Linked DNA regions of Mus musculus: regions 2, 3 and 4 are each linked to region 1. Evidence: chromatin contacts called from public HiChIP or PLAC-seq data. All regions are on one chromosome and are shown on one strand. The core of a region is the stretch at or near the end of the contact, and the rest is flanking DNA. Distances in the headings are between cores, read along the strand shown.

The links. HiChIP or PLAC-seq counts read pairs in DNA pulled down with a chosen protein or histone mark.
Region 2: an H3K4me3 HiChIP or PLAC-seq map of embryonic basal ganglia shows a contact between it and region 1, with 3 times the contacts expected there. The contact joins two enhancer-like sites. A contact is called at or near these places in 2 of 115 datasets of contacts at active chromatin or transcription factors (embryonic basal ganglia and embryonic stem cells) and 1 of 9 other capture datasets (embryonic stem cells).
Region 3: an H3K4me3 HiChIP or PLAC-seq map of embryonic basal ganglia shows a contact between it and region 1, with 4 times the contacts expected there. The contact joins two enhancer-like sites. A contact is called at or near these places in 1 of 484 Hi-C or Micro-C datasets (cerebellar granule neurons), 3 of 115 datasets of contacts at active chromatin or transcription factors (embryonic basal ganglia and embryonic stem cells) and 1 of 9 other capture datasets (embryonic stem cells).
Region 4: a contact with region 1 is called in an H3K4me3 HiChIP or PLAC-seq map of embryonic basal ganglia, with 4 times the contacts expected there. The contact joins two enhancer-like sites. A contact is called at or near these places in 3 of 115 datasets of contacts at active chromatin or transcription factors (embryonic basal ganglia, embryonic midbrain and embryonic stem cells) and 1 of 9 other capture datasets (embryonic stem cells).

The regions. Positions count from the first base shown.
Region 1 is chr8:90,667,071-90,673,123 of GRCm38.p6, reverse strand. No RefSeq gene overlaps it. Among named protein-coding and RNA genes, the nearest start is that of Gm35850, 71 kb to the left of the region's middle. Within about 2 kb of position 2,168, at least 48 of the 459 cell types and tissues checked have an H3K27ac peak or open chromatin away from gene starts, as enhancers often do. A contact at or near this core is called in embryonic basal ganglia, where this site is marked.
Region 2 is chr8:90,206,538-90,212,590 of GRCm38.p6, reverse strand. No RefSeq gene overlaps it. Among named protein-coding and RNA genes, the nearest start is that of Tox3, 140 kb to the left of the region's middle. Within about 2 kb of position 3,025, at least 14 of the 459 cell types and tissues checked have an H3K27ac peak or open chromatin away from gene starts, as enhancers often do. A contact at or near this core is called in embryonic basal ganglia, where this site is marked.
Region 3 is chr8:90,250,980-90,257,032 of GRCm38.p6, reverse strand. Tox3 (TOX high mobility group box family member 3) reads left to right here. Exons shown (of 7, transcript NM_172913.3): 5 at 2,531-2,758; 6 at 4,301-4,381. Among named protein-coding and RNA genes, the nearest start is that of Tox3, 94 kb to the left of the region's middle. Within about 2 kb of position 2,147, at least 20 of the 459 cell types and tissues checked have an H3K27ac peak or open chromatin away from gene starts, as enhancers often do. A contact at or near this core is called in embryonic basal ganglia, where this site is marked.
Region 4 is chr8:90,298,687-90,304,739 of GRCm38.p6, reverse strand. The region is part of intron 1 of Tox3 (TOX high mobility group box family member 3); the gene reads left to right. Among named protein-coding and RNA genes, the nearest start is that of Tox3, 47 kb to the left of the region's middle. Within about 2 kb of position 2,394, at least 67 of the 459 cell types and tissues checked have an H3K27ac peak or open chromatin away from gene starts, as enhancers often do. A contact at or near this core is called in embryonic basal ganglia, where this site is marked.

The sequences.
Region 1 (6,053 bases), core at 919-3,418:
GTGCCCTCTCTTGTCTTCAGTTCCAGGATATTAGCTGCTTGCTGCAGGTCTCTAGGCTGTCCCTGGTGATGCTCACTGGTCCCCAGTGACCACTCACCGTCTCCCACATCTCTGTTGGTCCTTCTCCATGTCTCATTGCCCCAGTTTGCCTTAAGCTCCGATTTCCTGCCTAGATGCTGCATGATCCCCTGGAGTTGTCAGGAGAGCTGATGAGGAAGGAGAAAGATGGGTGGGGGCTTGGCTGAGAGAAGCAGAGGTAGCGTGTGTGTGTGTGTGTGTGTGTGTGTGTGTGTGTGTGTGTGTGTGTGTGTGTGTGTGTGTGTGTTTGTGTGTGTGTGTGCATGTATTTGTGTGTGTGTACCAGGCAGATGTTTCTCTAACACTCTATGTAGTCATTTGAGTAGTCAATGCTAAAAATACCAGAATTCTCATTCTCAAAACACACATAAAGACGGGAAAGTTCTGAAGCCTTGACTTCATGTTTGGGTCATCCTTTAAGGAAAATTATTGCTGCCTCCTGCTTAATTTTGTTTTTTGTTTTTTTTTCTCCCTATACTTTTCTAAAAGAGGAAGTAAATTTCCAGGGTTTCAGGGTCAGAAGGTTCAGGCGTTTTGTGTGAAGGATCTTAAGCAACATGCTTAATATGTCTGCTAAACACATTGGCCAAGCCACCCCTTCCCTAGGAATGGCTTTTTTATTTTCAGTGGGATGACTTGTCCAGGTGGTAGTTCATGGTTCAGCTTCTAGGATCTGGAGAGGTAGCATCTTTAGGCCATACCTTTGACAAATAGCAAAGGCTATCCCTTTGGCCAGCAGCTCAGTGGCCTTGACTATGTTTCCTGACCCAACTCTTTGTAGAAAGCCTGCATTACCTCTCTGTGGGAACTTCCCAAGTCTTTAACCCAGGATGGTGTCTTAGCCCCTACGTCACCTCACTGTCCAAATTTCATCCATGGGAACACAAGAACACGGGTAAAGACTAAATCTCAGCTGCCTTGAAGACCAGCTGGTCCAGATGTTTCACAGAGAAGGATGTTGAGGTACAGACTGGATGCTCCCAGGTCACCCTGCATCTGCTAGGTTGCGGCGAATGTTAACATCTTTCACTCCTACCTTGTGTAATCACACCTACATTTTAAATGATTTTTATGTCTGAGAGTAGAAGTCGCTTCCGAACCGAAGTCTGCTTGTGCCCACAGCTTCATCTCTTCATGCATATTCCTTGTATAAAAATGTCAAAAGTCTATTTTGGGGTTTTGCAGAAGAGAACTCTTTCCGAACGATGCTTGAACTGTTAAATATCATCTCCTATCTCCTTTTTTTTTGGGGGGGGGGCTCTAACCTTCAGAAAGCCTGGTACAGGATGAAAGTGGATTGAGGCTGAGATTTTCCAGAGGCTTGGTCTCACTCCAGTGAAGTGCTGCTAATCACTTTGTGTCGTTATCCAAACCAGTCTGCTGTCATTATTTAGAAGGACGGTGTACCATGGTCGAGAGAGCCATTGACCAGAATTCTTGTTATCAAAACAAATTTAGAAGAAAAAAAAAAAAACCAAAACAGTCTGTATCATTGAACTCATTAAACATGGAGTTCATCTTCTTGAGAAAGACATCTCCCCTCCCCCTTCCTGTGGCTTCTTCTTTCTCCAGTTTCCTGAAAAAAAAAAAATAAATTTGTAGGACTCAGGGTAGGTTTTCTTCCTGGGCTCCCAAGTGACAGGCTTGGATACTTGAGAGACACTGATCTAGCCCCATTCTTCCCTTCTGATAGGAAGAGAGACTATTTAATCCATCCAAGCTTAGGTAGATCATCTGTGAGATCATTTGGCAGGTAAATGGGCAACTAAGACCTTCTCTAGTCTGTCCCTTCCTTGTGAGGTTCCAAGAAGCATTAGTGAGGACGCAGGCGGGAAAGTTTCCAGTCTGTGTCTTTGCATGAATTTAATCATCTCCGTCAGAATCCTTAAGGAATTACAATAACAGAGATTCATTCATAATTCACAATTTCCATTATCTTCTTTCTACATCTAGTGTGGGGGGTAAAATTTATGGCTTCATTTACATTGTGTTCTATGAATAATAGAAGAAATACAGTAAAGGCCCGTGGAAATGCTCTTGCTGCAGAGGCACTTCGAAGTCCATCTGCATCACAATGGCTTCCTCGTTCAGTGCGGAATCTGCCAGCCTGCAGCTGCGCAGGGAGCATTTCAAAGGGGCCATCCTCATTATACAAAGTCTTCTCTTTCTTTGAACTTCAAAGCAAAAAGGAGAGACCTTAAATGGTATGGGGTAGGTAAAGTGATGAAATTGTAAGTTCAGGTATAAAATATCGTCAATTAGGAGTATGGGGGAAACAGCCGTTCGGAGGAGCAAGCGTGTTTGCTTGGAATGCAGGCGGGCAGGCACACGGTCAGATCTGAGCTTCAGGTTTCTTTGAGCTTTGGGGGCCTTAAGGGTAATCTAGCTCAAAGCCCTCCTTCTGCAGTCGGGGAAACCAAGGCACAAAGAAACAGACTTCTTCAACATTCTGCATTACAGCAGAGAGAGGGTGTGGAGCAGCCAGCCCCTCCCTCCAATCACATTACCTTTTGTTTTGAACTCAGAGTACCTGGCGTTGTGACAGGGCAATAAAGCTCGGCAGTAATCCTCTTGCTGAGGGATTCCCCCCACCCCCACCCCCGTTTTCTTTTTCTTTTTTTCCAAACCTGGAGCAAAGATGTTGCCAAAGGTAGCCCCCGCCCCCGCCCCAAATAATAATCTTCCTCAATTGAAAATCTGCGTTGAAAAAAAAAAAGGAGATTTGAAGAAAGACATTTGTTATACTTCTACAACGAAATAAATTTCAGTTTTCTTTTTATGAAGGAAGAACAGTAAGGCTGATGTAACCCTGTCTGTGCTCTATTTCTCCCCCTGGTATCTGGAAGCAGCCCTATCTATCTGCAAACAGCAACATCAACACAAACAAGATAAAACAAACAAAAACAAAAAACAAAACAAAACAAAAAAAAGCAAGCCATATTTGTGCAGAACGGCCTGTTCCTTGAGTCATCCACGTTCCAGCAGCCATCATAGCATCATAGAGGACAACTGAAAAAATAAATCCCCTCATCCAGTTCTCAGGGTGTTGTTACTCAAGGTAATATATGTGTGTGTGTGTGTGTGTGTGTGTGTGTGTGTGTGTGTGTGTGTGTATAAATATAATTGTATGTGCCTTTGCTTACAGTTTGTGGTGGGTCATGAAGAGTGATTCCCAAAACCATTCTGTCCATCAACTCCTTTCCTGGACCCTGTCTTCTGCTTCTCCTGCATAGTTTTGGAAAAGAAAAAAAAATCATGGAAAACCAATCCCATGGAAAGGTTTTAGAAAGGATCTCCGGTTTCCTACCAAAGACTCCCAGAGCACGTTCCGACTGTAGTGTTATTAAAGTGACTCAGATACCAAGCCAGTGTGGAGGCCTTTTGTATTTGGAAAGGGCAAGCAATATTAGTAGGCAAAATGCATACAGATTCAACAGCTCTGGGCTTCACGGACACACATTCTCTGTGATCCAACACATCTAATACATTTAGTCACGCACAATAAAAACCAAACAAAAGAGTCAACCATCAGTCTTTTGCCGTCTGCCGCTTCCCACCCCAAGCTTTAAGGGATTTCTCCGGTTAGGCACAGCAAAACTGAACACAGTGTTTTCTGCCCCCACCAAGGACTGGGAAAACTCGAAGCACATTTATGATGGTGAGGGGGGAAGAGAGAGAACTCGCTACATTGTTTACCTTTGTGTGCTAAGGGCTTACTCTCTTTATTCTACAAAGTGTAGCATGAAGTCAGATTGACCTCTTGCAGAGAGAATTCTAGTAGGGTGTGTACCAAGACCCACGTGTTAAGCTAACAGCAGCACACCTGAATTTTTATAGTTCATAAAGTAACCAAGACTCAATACATCAGACCTTCAAGGATTTGTGCAAGAAACTGCACCTTCCCCAATTTTCAGCAACTTTGTTGTTGTTGTTTGTTTTGTTTTTTTACACACCAGCCTGTTATTTAATTACAAGAGCTGTCTGTCTATAAGCTTAGAATGTAGGGTAGACTTTTGATCCTAACTTGTGAGACTTGAGGATTAAAGCACCGGATGGTTCTCTTGCCTCCTAACTTAAACAAAATAATGGAGACCCTGTATTATACTGGGATGGGGGCTGGGGATGATGTGGAATTATGTTTATATATAATATTTTTTTTTCTGGTCTCTTGTTCTTTTTTATCTGGATATAAATTTCTGTTTGTTGAATTCTTTGATACTTCTGAAAGAGTATTGGGTACAATAAAGCTTTATTTTAGAGAGAGAAAAGAGAAAGTTTCCACATTGTGAAATGATGCAATCTTTAGCTTTCTCTGGGTCATTTCATTTTTTAGTTCTTATTATTTATTTTATTTATTGTGTGATACGGAGAATTAGAAATAAGTTCATGTGGATACCCCACAGTAGAGTAGCTGAGATCATAGCCCCGAGTATAATTTGTTAATAATTGCACTCGAGTGTATGTTTTCAGGGATGGTCCTTTGGATCTAATAGGTAAACTCTTCCCTGGGGAGGGCTACCTCCCTCACTCCAAGCTTCATGCAGTTACCTGTAGTTCTTTGTGTAGGGTCAAGGCCTCTTGGGCCTTTCCTTATGCAGTTCTGTGTCCTTATTCAGCTCACGTTTGGGTGTCACACTGGGGAGACTCTATGGGTGTAGCTTCCGTATGAGGAGACACAGTCTCACAGCAGTCTTCCTGATCCTAGGACTCCTTACCATTTTGCCTCCTCTTCTGCAATGTTCCCTGAGCCTTAGGTGTGAGGACGTTTGGTAGATGTACCCACTGGGCCTGCAGCTGCCATTTTAAACATCCTCTTGAAGTCTTCCATGCCAACAGGCAAGTTCACACGTGGTGCTTCTTCAGTTTGCTGAGGCTTTATGAGGGTGAATGTGATTCTCGTAGTGTATTGAGAAACAGTATTTCTAGAACCATATTTTCTCCTTTCTGCCCCTGTTTCTGTAAGGGAAAAAAATACTGTGCCCAGGAGCAGCGCTGGATATTTTCTTCCTATGTATTTTACCTGTGTCTGCTTGGCCATATCTATTTTCTTCCACTCAATTCTATGTCCCATCCAAGTTCTTATGTGCAGCTGCCGACACACGCCTTTAATCCTAGCACTTGGGAGACAGGCAGACCTCTGTGGGTTCAAGGTAAGCCTGGTGTCTATTGAGTTCCTGCAGGCCAGTGAAGCCACAATCAGACCCTGTTTCCAAGAAGGAAAAGATGAGGAGGAGGAAGAGGAGGGAGAAAAGTTCTTCTGGGTAGCAGATCCCTTGTTATCACTACTTGGTCTTCTACAGTGTGATATACTATGATTGGTCTATTTAGTCATGGATGGGCATTTTGAGTCATCCTTAGCTTTCAGATATTATGAATATTGATGTTATTAATATGCTAGAAAATTCTTGTACTTATTATCTACGGTGAATGAAACCACAGCAAGCAAACAAACAATAAGGAGAGAGGGTTATTTTTTTATGTTCCTGGGAACTTCCTTGGCAGTTCCTTGTTGATTCTGTGTATGCCCAGCATGCAACTGTTCTCAGCTAGAATGAAAGATTCAAGATGGCCCTCCTCACAGGTGGATGTTGGTATTGGTTCAGTGGATGCAATGAGTGTTTCTTCCACATGGTCTTGTTCTCTAGTTAGAGTACACAAGCTTTCCCTTAAGGTAGTCTTAGGGTAGTGTTACAAGGGAGTAAGCAAAACTTTAAGACACCTTGATGTCAGGCTCTGAAACTACACCCAAAGCACATATCTAGCCCAACTTCAAAAGTCTGGGAAACAGACAACATCTTTTGATAAGAGAAGCTGCCAAATACTGTGGCTATGTTTTAAATAAAGTATTAATGTTTTCTGGTGATGATCTTAACCCTTCTATTGGGATTACTCTCTGGAGTGGCTTGCTGGGTCATAGGCTGGTAGATATTATAAAACAACTTTCTCTAGCAACTGCTCATTTTTTACTCAGACAG
Region 2 (6,053 bases), core at 1,776-4,275, 460 kb after region 1:
GGTTTAAATCTCAATGGTCAACCCATTTGGAAATGGAATTCTCTTTCCCTGGTAATTATAAAAGTCTTAGAATTCTGCCTCATGGACTTTGATTAGATTGTTTGTTCACCCCTGAAGCAGCCACTGAAGCCGTTTGGTCCTAATGCTCTGTTGAGATTACTGGTTCCTGAATTGACTGCATTCATGTCTTTCCATGGAACTGTGGGTTGCATATGCAAGATCCATAGGAAATAGATGTTGGATAGGCAAATGTAAGGTGTGTGCAGGTCTAACATGCAAGCATAGATGCTGTTTATAGGGTACTCCTTAAATATAGGGAATCTAGGGGTCGATATGGGGACAGAGTGAAGTGAAACCTTCCTAAGGGCAGAAAATGTTGTGTTCATGGAACAGGGGAAAACAGAAGAGTTGGAGTGGTGAATAATTAAGACTGGAATAACAAAGTGAACCAAAGTGCCAAGGTGCTAGAAGTTAGGTTGATGCTGGTTTCATTTTATGCGTATGCAAAAGATGTTAACAGGGCCATCCCACTAGCTGCCTTGCAAATATACTAAATATACTTGCAAATATACTTTGGAGGGAAAGTCAGTGGATTGGCCAGCACACCTTCCTCTGAGGACCTTAGTCACGACAGGGTCAGCCCTGTTCCCCTGACCTGTGATGGATCAGAGGAAGAAACTACTTAATGCAGGTCATGCAAGGAAAGAAGAAATCAGTGAGAGAATGTTTCCAAATTCATCTTTTCCAAGAAAGGGTTGCATAAGGGAACTGTTCTATGGAAAGCTGGTTTTGCTGCCTAGAGTTGTTGAATTTTTTAACTGACAGTCTGAGGTAGGAACTCACATCAGGAAGATCTAAGAAACTGATATGCCCTGTCACCTTGTGGATTATGAGGTCTGCTCTAGTTTGAACTTTCCGTTATATAAAATTAAAAGTACTTTCATTAGATTTGAATTGTCTGTTGTTTAAAGCCAAAACTAACCCTTGTTATTCTAAAAGTTAGAAAACTTACCATTCTCTTTTCCAAAACCAACCCAAATTCAATCATCCTGAATTTTCAGGAATGGGCTATTTTTGACGTTTTAATTATCTGGATATTGAAAAGTATACTCTCTGTATTGAAAAATACAGACATATGAACTCTTATTTTATAATAATTCATTTATTCTTCTGTTATCTGCACACTAAAAATCTTAACTGAAAAACAAAATAAAAATATTCTAGAAGCTAAGGCACAGATGCAAGCAGGTACAAATGTGTGTGCATGTGTGTTTGTGTATTTGTGTGTACAGTTGTGTGTGTGTGTATATATATGTGTGTGTGTGTGTGTGTATGTGTGTTTGTGTATGCATGTCTATGCACATGTGCATATGTATGCACGTGTGAATATGCATGTATGCATGTATCTATGTATGTGTATGTGTTATGCATGTTATAGCCAGGTGAAGAATAACTTTGGAAAGCTGTAGACTGAAATCCCGACACTCCAGACAGTTCTTTTGAAGGACAGAACTATGGATGGTGTGATATTTTTCTTCTTCTTTCTAGTTTTGTTCCAAAGGTTTTATTGGAAAATCTGATTGCTTTTCTTCTAAAAGTTAGAAAAACCTAAGTTCTCTTTTCAAAAACCAACCCAAATTCAATTACCCTGAATTTTGAAGAATGGGCTATTTTTGATATTTTAATTATCTGAGTAATTCAGAACCCTTTCTCATTTCAAATGTTGTGATGAGAAATTGTTCCAAAATGCATGACTCGCTCGTCTGTGTTAGTAAATTGTGTAGTAACCATAATGGAATTTTTCTTCACTGATGGCAAATGTCTCGGGCTGTAGGTCATCTTTCTGAAGGTCAAGGCATGGAGAGGAAAGCTGGAAATAAGGCTTGACGCACACTGGCCGAGTCCTGGCCTTAACTAAGTTCCCCAGAGCCATCGGTAATCTGTTATTTGAGTGATTTATTAAATATTTCTTTTTAAATTGGCTTACTCTTCTCTGAGAAAAAAAATTAATTAAAAGAAAAATTTATATCACCATCATATAATGAAAACTGGTACTGCTCGACATAAATAAAAGCACCCTATAAGCATAACCCAAATGCAATTTTAATTACATGAATCTCATTCTCCCTTGATACCGTTGAGCACTACAGATCGTCAACCTGGTAGTGCTTGCGCTGTCTTCTTGAAAAGGAAGATTCATGAGTGCTAGAAAGATGTTAGAGAAACTAGTAGCACTGAACTCTTTTTTACTTGAGTAGCGAGGTCGGGAAGGAGTCCCTTTCTTGCTAATAGAGTCAATATTCTTTAGCATGACATTGTGGTGTCATTTACTCTCACATTCTGAAGACTGTGCGAAGTGACCCAACTACCACTTCACATTCATATGACACTGGTGGCACATGCTGCATTCACATCTTAGGAAGCGAAGAACTACCCAACTACATCAGTGGCCGCCAGTTCTTTCTCAATACCAAAAGCATCCGAGGACACACACACACACACACACACACACACACACACACACACACACACACACACCCCAAATGTGATCATGTGCCAAAAGAGCTTGTTGAAGCATAGTTTGGCAAAGAGCTTCAACATCTGCATTTCTTACAAGATCCCAGGTAATAATACTGGTACAGCTGCCAAGCCCACACTAAGATCGAGCCCACTGAACAGCCCAGAAGTGTGTGCACGTGCAACTTGATTCCAGAGGAGGCTGCCTTCTTGCTTCGTGGCTGACAATACACGTTGTAGTTTACATACAGTGAACAGAAGATCAGAGCTGAGCTGCAGTCCAGATGAATTAAGATGCACACACATCTTAAACTTACCTCCTGCGCTGAGTACATCGGCTTCTCCGAGTTGAACTACATTAGAAAGTAAATAGACGTGCTCTGGGAAAGGTCAGTACACATGTTCTGCTACAATCTAATTTCAGTCTATTGCCCTGTGCCCTGTCGCTCACTCTGGTGCAAGAGATACAATGGTGAAAAGCCTGAATCTAATTGTCTCTGCTCTACTAAAAGCTTCTCACATACAGAATATTCATGAGAGCTAAAGAGAACTGCTAAGAAAGACAGGCTTATTCAGACATCTTATCCCATGCATCCTTTCATCTCCACACCAAAAGAATGTGTTTGGGAAAGGCCTTCTGCACCTCAGAGTGGTTTTCCTGTCTCTTCACTTGGTGTGTGTGTCGTTACCAAGGCAGACACTAGGAATTACTCGGGAAGCAGCTTTGAGTAGTCTCTGTCTGAGGCATGTTAGCTGTATGCCAGCCCTTCGGCCTATCATGGAATTGCGTTTAGTCTCTATGACTTAATAATTACTTTAATTTCACTCTGCGCTGTGCTGAAGAACTCTTTCTGAATGAAGGGCACTTACCACATTCCTAGTGCTTTCCTGGAACAGACACAGCTAATCAGAATGTGTGGAATTAAATAAAAGAGTAATTACAGGAGGCTGTGATGTGTTATAACAGATGAACCAAACAAGGCTCTGTCAAGAAGTCTCTGTGCAGAAGAGAAATAATTTATTAAAACTGTTTCAGCGAGGACCTTCCAAGTGCAAGTGGAGTTGTTTGGCAGAGGGAAGGAAGTGGAGTCAGATATATTAGAAGCATCAGATTGGAAAGGGAAAAAATCCTTATTATTTATTCTGTGTGCTAGCCCCCATTCAGGTGCATCTTCCCATCGTCCTCGGTGCTTAATATTAGTTTTGAATTTCTGTCCATGGGAACGGGCCCCTTTGTGGTTCAGATGCCCACGAGGCTTACACCACTAGGGTAGAGAAGCTACTGAGTGCTGCCCAAAAGAATCTAAGCTCTGAGAACTTAGGGTAGCTTTCTCTTCAGCTAGATTGCTCATTGGTCCTGGCTTTTCTTTCTAAATTGGCTCAAGGGGTGCTGGGCAGAAAGGCAAAAGGAAGAGAGAATGAAAAGCTGCTCCCAGCAGGAGCTTGGTCTGGTGGGATCCTGGTTCCCACATCGGCTGAGTTGTCTGTCTAGTTCCATGGCACACTGTGCTGTTAGGGAAGGGAACGTTTTCCCTAAACACTGCATGGTTAAAGCAACTGTGTATATGAGGTTCATTACCTAAGATAGGTTCATTTCAATACCAGTCTGGTACTCAGCCTTTGCTGAGGATATAAACCATTGGTGGAGAGGAAATGAGGAGGGGCAAAAAGGTAGAGAGCAAGCTTTCTGCCCTGGTAAGGAAATCAAGGCAGAGAAAGACCGCACAGCTAAGAGTTTGAGAAAGTTCCGTAACATCATGAAGTAACTGCTTAACAAGACATCTAACTGTCCAGTCATGGCATAAAGGGTAGAAGTTTTAATGCGTCTGGAGGGTGGGTGTCTTGACCCCTCTTAGAGAAAACCCTGAACAAGAAGAGATTGGCAAGGGACGCTGTTAAAGAACATACTCTTAGATACTATGTTTCCACTGATTCCCATAATTTCACAAATTATGTAGAATACCAGAGCAGGTAGAACAGTGTCACCATTTCCTTCATTTAAACCTAAGGTCTTTCATCTGTCTCTCTGTGTATCTCGCTGGCTAGCTATCCATCCCTCCATCTATCTAAAGTTTTATGGCTTCCTTTCTGAAGTTTTCTTTTGTGTACACAATAAGACATCAAGATTTTGAGGATAAAGGAACATTCCTTCTTCATCTATGCATATTCCTAGACTTCCTAAGATAATTTGGGGAGGGGGTCTTTAAATTTGTTTTCTTATTTAATAAATACAGGAAGTATATAAGTAGAATGCAATTGGTCCTGATGGGATCGGTCATTAGTTGCACAATTCACAGGCAGGGAAATGAATTAAATAGTTCTCTCCTTTGCTTCATTCATACCTGTGTAGTGAAAGGTTGGTTGAGAGGGCAGGTGATCCCCAGCGTTGTAGGAGCCAGTCAAGGGCAATCCAAACAAAACCACCAGGATGGACATGCTCTTCAGCTAGAATGATTGGGCTTACAGCCCCACATGCAACCACAGTGCTGCTGGAGAATCTTAGACACATAGGCTGTCAGTGACCCCAACAGCAAACTGGGAGCTCTCTCAGTAGGAATACTTTGTCATCAAAATAAAGTTCTGGTCCTGTGTAAATAAATAGAAACCGTTGTTTCTGGTAATGAAAAAGAGAGAAGAGAGCACACATTGGGATCAACATTAACTGCTTTGACCAAGGCCAGGCCATTTGGCAGTTTCAATAAATCTTGTGACTTTATAAAGTTTCTACCGTGTACTCTAAAAATCATAATATTTTCCCAAAACAAAAATCAAACCAAAAAAATACAGATCTCTTTAATTTGGGCTTTCTCATGGAATGAGGGATACAGATGGCTTCCGATTGGGCTGGGGGGTTACTAAGAGGCAGTCAGATTTATCATCCTTCTCATCAGGCTGGGCGATCTCGGCTGGAGGACAGCAAGGCTGTCTTGTGTTTGCCTGGTACCTGTGTGTGCCTGCTGAATCCCACGGGTATGCAGTGGTCTGGCTCCTGCTCTCAGATCTCTCTGTTCCCATCCCAGCCCTGATGAGAGCCTGGAAAACGTTAAACCTAGCTGCTGTTGCATACAGAACCATCTGTTGAGTTCTGTCTTTGCACACCCCTTTCCGGTAAGGACACTGTTTTGCTCACCTTGTTTGCTCACTATTTTAATCCACAGGCATCTGGAGGTACTAACTCTACTGAAGCGCTAGGAAAGGTCATATGACCCAAACCTGACCAATCAGAGAATAGTTAGTCTCTGTACTTGTGGGCATTGGTTCCGGACCCCCAATAGATACCCTGACATCCATAGATGCTCAAATATCTTATGTAACACGGCATAATATTTGCATAGGACCTATGGTCATATTCACATATACTTTAAATAATTTCTAGGTTTCTTAGAATACCTAATATAATGCAAATGCTTCATTATTTGAGCAACAGTGACAAGAACAAGATCTCTCCATGTTTAGCTAAGGTGGTGATTTGAATGAGAGTGGCCCCCATGGGCTCATATATTTGAATGCTTGGTCCCCAATTGGTGGAACTGTTT
Region 3 (6,053 bases), core at 898-3,397, 420 kb after region 1:
GAGGAAGAGGAGGAGGAGGAGGAGAAGAGAGAGAGAAGGAAGAAAGGGGAGGAGGAGGAAGAGAAGGAGGAGAGAGAGAGAGAGAGAGAGAGAGAGAGAGAGAGAGAGAGAGAGAGGGAAGAAGGGGGAGGAGGAGGAAGAGGAGGAGGAGGAGGAGAAGAGAGAGAGAAGGAAGAAAGGGGAGGAGGAGGAAGAGAAGGAGGAGAGAGAGAGAGAGAGAGAGAGAGAGAGAGAGAGAGAGAGAGAGAGAGAGAGAGAGAGAGAGAGAGAGGCACAATATTGTGCAGGCTGTGTCTGCTTAGCCAGCTATACCTTTTTATATCTAGCTGCAATCCTTCCCTCAGCTCTCATGCACTCAGGTCCCCTGTCAGACAGAAACTGTGCAGATGACCCGGCCCTGCCTTATTCCATTTTAACAGAGGGTTTAAGTCTATGTGAAGACTAATTTGTTACCTTTAGAGCCAGTTATCTGATAAAGAAGGATTAAAGTGATCTTTATATACCTCCTGTCAGCAAAGGAACTTTTCTCGAATTCTCAACACTTTGGAGTTAACTAGAAAACATGTTGCAGTTGTTTTGCTTGTTTTAGAGAATGTATTATGAGCTGTTGAAACTGTGGGACTCTTCATTTCTAGTTAAGTCTTAAAAAATAATTTTGATCAGGACAAATTGCCTTTTGCCAAGAGAGGCCTCAGAACTTGGGAACACATGACTATAGCTTTACAGAAAGAGCCTGGCTGCTGGGAAGTATCTCCCTGAGAGGGGTCTGCTTCCCCATCTAGGTTCCAGGCATTGGGCAGAATAAAAAGTCATGCTTTCTCTCAAAAATGGGGGAAAGGAAGGCTATGGGGTCTACAGAATTACCAAATTAACTGTGTGAGTTCTAAAGTCTGGTCTTTGAGAAGGAAGGGAAGCGAAGTCCATTTGTATGCTTTGTAGATGTGGCTGCCACTCCAAACAGTACAAACTCGAAGGCATCCAGTGCTTGTCAAAGATTAAAGTATGTAGTGTTCTCCAGGAAAGGGTGTTCCTCCCTAAGAATTTTTAGCAATTGAATTAAATTCCAATTTCTGCTCATTTAGAAAGTTTTAAAACTCCAGTAATATTTGAATTAAGGTTCAAGTTCATAAAAATCCAAATTGATCCAAATTTGAATCAATAGTTGTTCATCAGGTCCAAATCTGGCTTTTAAAGCGATATGTTCTCAAACACTGGGGGATTCTTGATAAAGATAACCACAGACCAAAAAAAAAAAAAAAAAAAAAAACTTCAGTGTACTTGCACTGTAACTAGGTCAGAGAAAGCAGAGGTGGTGAGTCATTTGCCTTCCCTCTTGTATGGGTATTTCTATGATATCGCCAGTAACGCTCAGGTGATGAAGTCTATAGAGAAGACCTGGTTGGTGATCAGGAGCACTTGCTGGTCTTGCAGAGGACTGAGGTTTGGTTCCCAGCACCCACATGGCTGCTCACAACCTTCTGTAACTCCAGTTCCAGAGGATCCAATGCCCTCTTCTGAGTTCCATGTGCAGTGCATACATGTGGTGTATAAGCATACATGCTGACAAAATACACATACATATAAAATAAAAATAAACAGTTAATAAATAGCAGGCAACAGCAGCACGTGAATAGGAAGCTTGGCTGTGTATAGATTTGGATCTCTACCTATTACATATGTAAGACTTGAGAGTCTGCACTTTGACCCTGTCTCTGTGCAGTGCTGTGCATTCAGGCTTACTTACCTTGTGTAATGAACAGCTTTCTCTTAGCTTTCCTGTTAGTCTCGGTGGTTTTAAGTAGCAACTTGTGTTCTTTTACAGGCTATTAATGTTACGATGAGTATTCATTTCTTTTCTATCTCTAGTTAAAGTGGTTTTGACATTTTTATATTTCTCGTTATCGTGTCCTTTAGAAAGTTATTATTTTAGAAAATAAAGATGACCTTTCCTTTATTGTGCAAGTGTAGTGATTACAGCTAATTTCTATTTGCACTTCCAGAGGCTCATTAGCACAGCAACCTTCTTGTAAAAGAGGGAAAAAAAAATCAGCCACACAAAAATCAATTCTGACCAGTCATACAGATGGCATGTAGCTATGGCAGGGGGCCTTGTTTAAAATATGCTAATATGATCTACATCCAAAATGTTATTAGGTTTTCCTCCTAAACCACCTCACTGTGAACTGTCTTGCTCTCATGTGTGTGTGTGTGTGTGTGTGTGTGTGTGTGTAGCATAGATAGCGTGGTTTGGTACAGAGTGTTCGGGCTTTCATTACTCATAATTGCCATGGAAAGCATATGTTGCGAATATATTGAAGCTACTTCCTGGTCTCATTAATCAGTGTTCTAAATGCTAATCTCTGCTGTCCAGTTAACTCTGAGCAAGTGAGCCCCTCCCCCGCTTTTGGTGGTAATTCATCTGTTGACGATGCTGAACAAAACCTTCAAAGAGCAACTGTGGCTTGGGGTAGGTCTTGCTGCATTTTCTGCAAGTTCATTCTAGGCAGTGAATTTTCTTCCTGCTTTGCAGGCCATTGGAGAGAAAAGAACAGCCCCAGATTCTGGCAAGAAGCCCAAGACTCCAAAGAAAAAGAAAAAGAAAGATCCCAACGAGCCTCAGAAGCCAGTGTCAGCATATGCCCTGTTTTTCAGAGATACACAGGCTGCAATTAAGGGTCAAAACCCCAACGCAACCTTCGGAGAAGTCTCGAAAATCGTAGCATCTATGTGGGACAGCCTTGGGGAGGAGCAAAAGCAGGTAGGACAAGCCTCTGCCATGGGCATCATTTAAAAAGCTACCGGAATATTCCTTACATCTACTATGATTGCTTCTTAAGAAAGCCCATCTAAGCTATGGAATTAACACACACACAAATAAATCCAAACAACTCTACTTGTATCGATTTTTTAGTCAAGTTAAGGGTACATGTTCAGAATCCATTCACAGGAGACTTGGGAGAAATCCGGCCAGCGGCCTGCAAGCATAAACTTTTGATGATAATCTTTTCATTTTAAATAATGCGGAATTTTCACCCTTTGTTCAGAAAGGACCCTACAAAGGGATTAGGTCCGTCCTGCTTGCTTTTCCATTGATCATCTTTCTGAACTCCTGCGCTATCCTGGTGCGTTTCCAAACTTTGAAGCTGCCTCTGCGTGTCTCATTATTGTCACTGGGCATTTGAAATTTTATTCCAAGTTCATTTGAAAGCTAGGTAGTGTGAGAGGTATTCAGAGATTCGCCATGCTGGTGGGAGATACTTCCTCAGGGGCCTGCTCCCTCTTCAACTACTCAGCACAAATGAAGAGAAGAGTAGGGGCCCTTTGGGGTTGGTTCTCCCTGCTTGCATAAAACTCCAATTACCTTCAACGGGAGTTTTATATATCTATGGGAGAACAGACCCCTATCCGTGATGAAACAGAATGGTGGCTTCAGAAGGGGGGCATGCAGAATGCACATCATGAACTCGGTCCCTCGGTTTGTTCAATGGAATGGTGCAACTATTGAATGTGCCTGTTGGCTTTCCATGAAGCTTATTACCATACACCCCACACGGATGTATGTTCCCAAATGGAACTCTAAGGAGCTAGGAAAATACTGCCCCAGACTTAACAGATTCTGAAGAGGCAGAGGTTTTCTTTGTTCTAACAGCCAGCCATTAGACTCTTTAAGAAAAATGGAGGCCAGATCTTATGTAATGCACCAGTCCTTATGCAAGCCCTTGATCTCAGTATGGCTCTCTCCAGGCTTTTATTATTTATGATTTCTGCTTCTCCTTTTCCTCCAAGAGAAGCCTGAGATTGAGGGGCTTCTATCTTTTCTCTTTTGTCAAATTTTAAAAAAAAATTATGTGTTTGTTGTTGTGGGATCCAGAGATCGGGCTCTGGTACTCAGGAACAGCAGCCAACACCTTTACCTGCTGAGCCATCGTCTCTTCAGCCCCTCGAGTATGACTTCAAAGCTCTGCTTTGGTGTAGGGTAGGAGGACATGTAAGGGAAAGTTGACACTGATGGAGAAACCTTGTCCTTATTAGAATTTAAGCCATTTACAGACAGAGGGTACTCAGTGCTTGCTGGCTGTCTAGCAAGAGGCCTTCGGTGACAACCTGAGATCATTCTCCCTTTGTGTGTGTGTGTGTGTGTGTGTGTGTGTGTGTGTGTGTGTGTGTGGCCCTTGAAAATCAAAGCTGGGAGATGAGCTTTTTAGGTGAGCTCTGTTTATGTGACCTAATTTGTGCAGCAGGTTTATAGCTAAGAATTTATAGCCCGAGGGTGGTGCTAATTGTGGTCTTATTTTAATAGGTATATAAAAGGAAAACAGAAGCTGCCAAGAAAGAATACTTGAAGGCCCTGGCTGCCTACCGGGCTAGCCTCGTTTCCAAGGTAAGCCTGCTGAAGTGTGGGCACGGGCCTTGTGCATGGGAAACTCTAGTGTGTCTCTCCAAGAGCTTTCCGTTAGACACTACCTACCTGACAGTGTGAACACTAGGGGCTCCTGGCAGCTGCTGAGCCTGAATCACTGCTACGAACTTGCTGTTCTATCTGTGTTTATAGCCATATAGATACATTTCAAGTAGCCTGTTGTTCTTTCCCTCGGTGGGGAGTTGGATCTGGGTTGATGTCCTCGGTTTGAAACTGGAGGTGTGCGTGTCAGGAATTTTTGAACATACCATAAGTTCTCTGGTGGTTACCTTATTGTAATCGACAGTGGTGCATTTTTGTCCAGTTGTTCCTCATCATATGAATAAATAAGCCTCATGATTATTTAAAATGAAATCATGTTCCAAGTACTAAGACACAAAGTATATATGCATTATACATAGAATGTACAGTGGTGATGTGTTCTAGAAGGCATTAATATCTTAGTAGCACTGCTCTAGATCATTACTACCTCAATCCAAAAGAAATGTGTACCCTCTCTCCCAGTCTGTCTGTCTGACTGACTGACTATCTACTGGCAGTCCTAGGGATTAAAACAAAGCCTCACACATACTAAGCAGACACTCTACCCCTGAGTTCCACCACCAGACATACAGTCTTACACTGTTATTTTACCATTTAGTTACTGAGGAGTTTTGTTTTTCTGGAATTTGTACTGGCTTTGGGGTGAATGGTTTGGTCAAGCAGCTTTTTGTCCCAGACTCATCTTTTCTGAGAAGTCGATTCTATTTTATCATCATTCTCTCAAGTACATAAGGCCTCAAAGTCGCACTGAAAGGCCTTTCTCCCTTTCTTCTCTTGCACCTGAGTTGTTTCTTCTTTGTACGATGAGGCACCACAGGCAGCTGTACTGCATCAGATCAACAGTTGTCAGAATACTTCCCACCTTATTAGAGAGGAATAACATTTATCAGGTCAATAGCAAAACCTCTCTTCTGAAATTCTGGAAGATGCATACTGGAAAATACATCAAGTCTGAACTCAGTTGGGCAGTGGACGGAAAGCAGGTTGTGTGGACTGTGGGCATTGCGGTGTATACAACCACCTAGACATGTAGTTGATTAATAGGTTGGCAACAGTAGGTAGAGTTGCAGTGTATGCTTCTCATGTGGACCAGTTTGCCTTTGGTTTTCCCAGAGGCAAACGTAGGTGACCTCTGTGTGTGATGGTGTCAGCAGTTGATCACATATGAATTTAAACCAAGTGCCACTATCTCAAAGGGAAATAACAGCCACAACTAAGACCTTCCAGTCTGTGCTTGGCTTAGAATGGATAATTTAAAATATTGTGACTGGAGTCAGGATCCCAAACAATTTCCAAATGTACTTTATGCACTTGGATTTCTTTGTAGATAGTTGGGAGGGACTACAGTCATGGTTGAGGCACAAGTTCAGAAGAATGTCAGCCGGGACCCAGAACTCCCAGGAGCCAGGATCCAATGGTACAGAGTGGCTACTTTCCACTCTCCTGAAGAACGGCTCTGTATGGTAGTCCACAAGTTAAAAAGATGATCAACTGAAAATTTCTAGACTTGTCTTCATGATGAGGAGGCATGTAAATGAAGTCATGTTAAAAGAATCTGGTCAATGAGACTCTGGAGGCAGAGGATCTTAGT
Region 4 (6,053 bases), core at 1,145-3,644, 370 kb after region 1:
AATCCTGTGGAAATCATGGGGGAGGTCAATAGAAGCACAGGGTCCAGGTATGCACTGTTCTGTCAAGTGAGGATATCCTGCAGTGGGTCATGGGTTCTGCGTACTACTGGGAGTGGGGATAGGGGTCACAAGTAACCACATGGAGACTTCGCATCCCTGTTATTTGAGTTGAGGAAGTGAGGCTCTTTCCTCCAAAATCCTTAGGCTTGTTTATTTTACATTTTGTTTGCTGTTGATCTTTTGAACCGGTCTGGTCCTTACGAATTGAATTCTTCATACTCTTTCTACTGTTAGCTCACTTATGGTTTTGCTTTGAAATCAGTAAACCTTGTGTTTTTGCCACACTTCCACAAAGTTTTACTTAACATTGTGTGTACCTGGAAACTTGTCTTGAAGGGATGTCTCTCCAGGAATACGCAAGGTCTGCATCTCGCAGGTCATTTAAAAGTAAATGCCGCCTGGCTTCGTGCGAGCAGCTGTGTGAATCGCCGGGACTCTGGTGTGGAACACCTAATTCCCTTCTGTTGCTTACTGGCTTTCTAATTTTACCCCTGTGATCATAGTTGTAAAACCTAATTTCCAAAGGGTCTTGTGAATCCTATTAGTAGCTCTGTGTTATAATAGCAATTTTATATTGCATTGGTATTCATTTTCACTATTATGGAATAATCAAATCAGCACCTCTCTTATTCTGCCGTCGAAATAGAAAATAATGGGGCTGTAATGTAGAACTGCTAATGTGATGGAGCTCGCTCATTGTGTTAGGGGAAGAATGTCCTCCTTTCTTGTTCCAGCTCACTTGAAACTGTGATTGAGGAAGGAAATGGAAGGCATTTCTACATCTGTGATAAGGCCCTGCGAACATCCTTCGTTTGAATACGTAATTGTCTTTTGATGGCTCTGGGTACTCATAGGCACACCTGGAGGACATTCCCTGCCATGGTGGCCAATGAGCTGGCAACAGGGTTGCTGTGTGGACCGGTTTTTGTGCTGTGGTTTCTCTTTTAATCATGAGGAACATTTGATGTCTCTTTGCTTGCGGAGGAATTATGCCCTCTACCTTGCTCATCAAGGCCTTCATCTACTTTGTTTTGTTGTTGGTGGGTTCCCCCCCCCCTTCTCTCTTTTTAAAATCATGAAGAACATATTTAGGCTACATCATTAGAGACTTCCTCCATCCCTGCAGGTCTGAGTTGACAGGGATGTTGGGAGGCAGGTCAAGTGACTGCCTAATGAAGATGAATGAAGAAAATTGCGGGGACCAGGATCATGCTGGGGCTCCCAGCTCAGGTTGTTGGAAGTGTGATGGAATCTCATCGCTTCATTTATCAGTGTCATATTTGGGCTAAAAGTGAGCGGTATTGTTCTCATCTCTCCCAGATGGATAGGTCAACTTTAATATTTATTGCTCATGTAGAACATTTGTTTGATGTATTTCCATTAGCTAGGCAATAATAGAAAAGCAGTGGAGAGAGACAGGAAACAGTTCCCTTCCTATTTAGTTGAAATACAGCACACGCTAGTGTGTAACTACGGCCCGAAGTGCCCTGGATTCCCGCCCCCCTTCGGCTGATGACGTGATTGTATATATTAAAGAGTCCCATGGAAATAAAGGGAGCAGCATGAATATAATACCCATTGAGAGCAGCTGGCGGCGTATAAATTGTGTTGTCTTTTGAATTTCACGATTTGGTCATGTAATTGGCGAGTTTTTCTTGGCTGTATATTCAATTCTTGGTCTAATATCGTATTTTAGAATGGGAGTAATGCGTAGTGGATTGCTTCATCCTCTGGGCTCTATGGTGAATCTCAAGAAAGCTAAAATTTTCTAGAGAGAGAACAATTTGTTTTCAGTAGTGGAATCATGTTGATTATTTTCTTTGTATATTTGTGGGAAGGAATATCTTGTTACCAAAACCCATATGTTTAGAATATATGAAAGGTAAGACCCTAAGTATTGAAAACGGTGGCCTCTGTGAGAGCAGCTAGCTCCCCATTTATCAGCCGATGTTCACATTTTGCAGTAATCTGAATGTTGGAGTATTATTTTCTACCCTGGAACAAACCTAGCTCTTTGTGAGGTAGGTGTTGTCTTAAGCGCAACGCAAACATCTTAGCCATATGTTTCTATAATTTAAATTAATTTGGTACAGTCATACTGTTAATCTTCAGCGACTTGTTGATTGGCATTTTGCAGACATATTTCTGGAAGGCTCCCAGTGCCGTTTTTCTGCAGCCTTTCTGGCAGTAGCAAGGAGCAACATTTCCACAAATTGGAATCTTGTACAGCACTGGGAAGCGAGCCAAGATTTAAATTAGACAATAACCTCTGCTCTGTATATAGCTCCCATTCTTCAGCTGTAGGCAGAGTGATTTGTTTAATACAGTCAGCCCTGTACCATATAATAGACTGATGTATGAGTCACTCCTTGGCAATGTGTGTTGCTTAAATTTATATAGATTGAACAACTGGTTGGTAATGTACTTAGTTACAGTGCTACAAACAATAACTATTAGGAGAACTGAAACTGCCTCTGCAAGGGCCATGCTGGGGAGGTGTTTGGGAGGATCCTGAAGGGCTGTGATTTTTAGAATGATTCTCCTTTTGAGGCTAAGAGACTTCTACTTCATAAACACGAGTGTGCTGCTTTTATTTATTTATTTTTTTAAAAAGCAAAGCAGCCATAAAAGTTTTATGTTATAGTTTTCTGTTTCTCATTTTCTATTTGTTGAAAATTGAATTGGGAGAACCTAATTTGCTTCAAAAATTAAACTAAACATCAGCCTGCTTTTGGGGCAAGACCATTTGGTTGTGGTTTTGCATGTGTGCCTGTGAGTGTTTAAACATTAGCTGTTTCTTTTAAAGGAATATCCGTGTAGATGTGTATTTAACCATGTTTTCCAGGTTGGGCCGTGTCCCTGGCCTTAGCTGTTCACATGCTGAAAGAGACCTTTCTGAACAAAGATCTTTTCTTTAGAGAAGAGCTTGTGTTCCAAGTTCAGTTCATGTTTATTTAAAAGATTAAAATCATTAGACCAGATCTCACTCTTTTTTTTTTTTGCCTTCTTTGGGGTCCAAAAGAAAATTGATTTTGCGTTCCGTGAGAGTGGGGTCTGAAAGAGTATATTCAGGGATACACAAACAGAGGCGATGTAGAAATCTCTGTGTGCAGCTGAACAAAGCAATTCTGTTTTTACCACTGAGCATTTGCTGAGTCTGGGTGTGAAATGTTCTGAACAGAATTGTCACCTGTCTTATGAAAGCACTTCTTTTTTAAGGCAAAGGATCATTATAATCTGAAATATTTTAATGCTTTTGTTGTCGTTGTTGTTTTGGCTTTTGGGGGGGATTTCTTTTTTTTTTTTTTTTTTTTACCTCTGCCAACTGGAGCATTTATAAAATAACATATTCTGTAAATATTGAACAATACAAAGACATCTTTCATAACAGTTTATAGTATGCTGCCTGTGCTCGGTGGGAGCCAGGCAGTAGTTAGTGGCAAATGATATGCCAATCAAAAATTATTATTACGAGTGTAACCTGCTGTAATGCTGTGTCTTATCTGGAAGTGTCAACTTGATAGAAGCCAACTCTTTGTCTTTTAGAGTTAAGCTCTTGTTTGCCCTCAGTTAATTCTGTCTCCCAAAGGCTCATTTGAATTGCATGAAGGATAATCTGCTTGACAGTTTTATACATTTAAACAATCTTGATTATATGGTATTTTACATGTTTTTAAAGCTCCCAGTTACAATTTTATGTAGGCTTTTAAAGAAGTCTTTAGTCTGAAAAGGAATGAGCGAAATCGATAGGTAGAATCTGATCCACCTGAGCATCATTCAGTGGAACTGGATAGGGGCTCTTCTCCGGGGTGCTGTTGTGTGAACATTGATGAGGGGTGGCAGCATGCTCAGAATCGCTTCTACTAAAACGTTAATGAATAAATGAAAGAAAACATAGTATCCTAGTTTCAGTGCGCTGGATGGAGGTTGAAGGCAGTCTTCTGCCTGCTCCCCCATGACTTAAATTGGATAATGTCTAGATGAGTTTTGGTTTAGGATCAAGTACCCTGCTGCAAGACTTTGGAGAGTGTCTGTGTGTTAGCTGTCCTCTGGAAGGGCGTGGGTGCACATCATGCTGTGGGACGTTATGAGCTCACCATCTGGTACCAGGCACACTGGCTTCAAATCCACGACCTACCACAGGGTCATGTACTAGGTGAGTTTTGAACAAGATGGAACCCAGCCTCTCTTAAAATCTGCACCGGTACACGGCGGGGAAGGCAATGCTTTCCCTCCAGTGTCCCCATTAAGGTGAGATGAACTGCATGGTCAGCATGTGCTGCAGTTGCTGTGGTGTGTGCCTTTCCAGCTCTAGGGCCATGGAGACCTGGAACAGGGGTCTAGAGACATTTCTTTACTGCCTTTTTCTTTTTTCTTTTTTTTTTTCACTGCCAAACTGCTAGGTGGTCGTTGTCGGGAAATCACATTGCTGTTCTTAACCCTTGAAGGAAAGGAATTTGGAGAAGGAAAAAAAAAAAAAAGGAATTGGGCCTTGAGGGAAAAAGAAGCTGCTAGGTGGGATTTGAACCCTTACCCTTGATTTGAATGCAGGGGGCAGTAGAAATGTAATAGAGGTCTATCTCTTGTTCACTTATGAGAATAACTTCTTCCCAGAAGACCTGTTAGTTCCCCTCCCAGGAGAGTGCTGAGGACAGGGTAAGAGATGAGGGACTGAATCTACGAAGCTAGTTTACCTCTCCCCACTAGCACAGATCTGAGGCGGATGGCTTGCCGCGAGTAAGATGCCAACTGAAAACCCCTGCCCTCCACAATCTCCTGTTGAGGCTGGTGAAGTAACTGCCCTGAGTAAACATTGATTGGTGGAGATAGCGCAAGTGATGTCACCAGATGCAAGTGAGCACAGCCTGTTGTGGACTCTATGCAAGGGCTGAGAGGAGCACATTGTGATGGTTCAGATTAGCCACTGGTAAGGACCTGCAGTGTGTAAGCAATGAAATGTAATACAAGTGTAGTCTTTGTCTGCTTAGAGACATGGATGTTGCTCTGGCTATCTGTCAGTGGGCACACAGACTAATAGTTACTCTACATTCTTAATTTAAATTTTTTTAGATTACAATACAATCACATTATAATTATGTTTCTTCTTCCCATTCCTCCCTCCAACCCCTCACTTGTCCCCCAACTTGTGCTTTCTTTCAAATTCATTTCCTCTTTTTTCTTTTATTGCTCTCTCTCTCTCTCTCTCTCTCTCTCTCTCTCTCTCTCTCTTTCTGTGTGTGTGTGTGTGTTTGTATATAGCCTGCTCAGTTTATCTAATGTCATTTATATGTAAATGTTTTCATGGTTGGCCATTGCATATTGGTTAACCAATTGCTACCCTCTTTCCTAGGGAAGACTTTTTCTGATATCCCCACCCCATGCTAGCTTGTCTATTACATCACCCATGTTAAAGTCTTATCAGTTAAGTAGTCATATCAGTGAGACTTCAAGGTATTGCTTCTGATATTTCTAGGAGACAGTATCTCATGGTAAACTCCCTGTTCTTCTGGCTCTTCGAATTTCCCAACCTCTCTTCCACAATGATCCCCAAGTCTTATGTGCAGGAGCTCTACTGTAGATGTATCAGTTGGGTTGGGCTCTACAGTTGGGTTCTGCATCTTGATGGCTCCTAATTTTCTTTACTGGCCCTCATCTGTTGCAAAGAGATTTCCTCAATGAAGCATTACACTTGGAGACAGGTTTGAACTATATGGCTCTAGATCTCACTATGTGGATCCGGCTAGCCTCAAACTTATAGGAATCTGCCTATCCTTGCCTCCTGCCTCCTGAGTGGTGGCCTTAAATCTGTAATCATTTGTTAGGTGTCTATACCCAGCTTGAGAGGAAGGTGAAATGGAAGTCAGAGAGATCACACCTGCTTCTCAGCTTCTTGGGTCCTGTCTTAGATTTCCATTGCTGTGAAGATACACCATGACCAAGGCAACTCTTATAAAAGAAAACATTTCATTGAGGCTGGCTTACAGTTTCAGAGG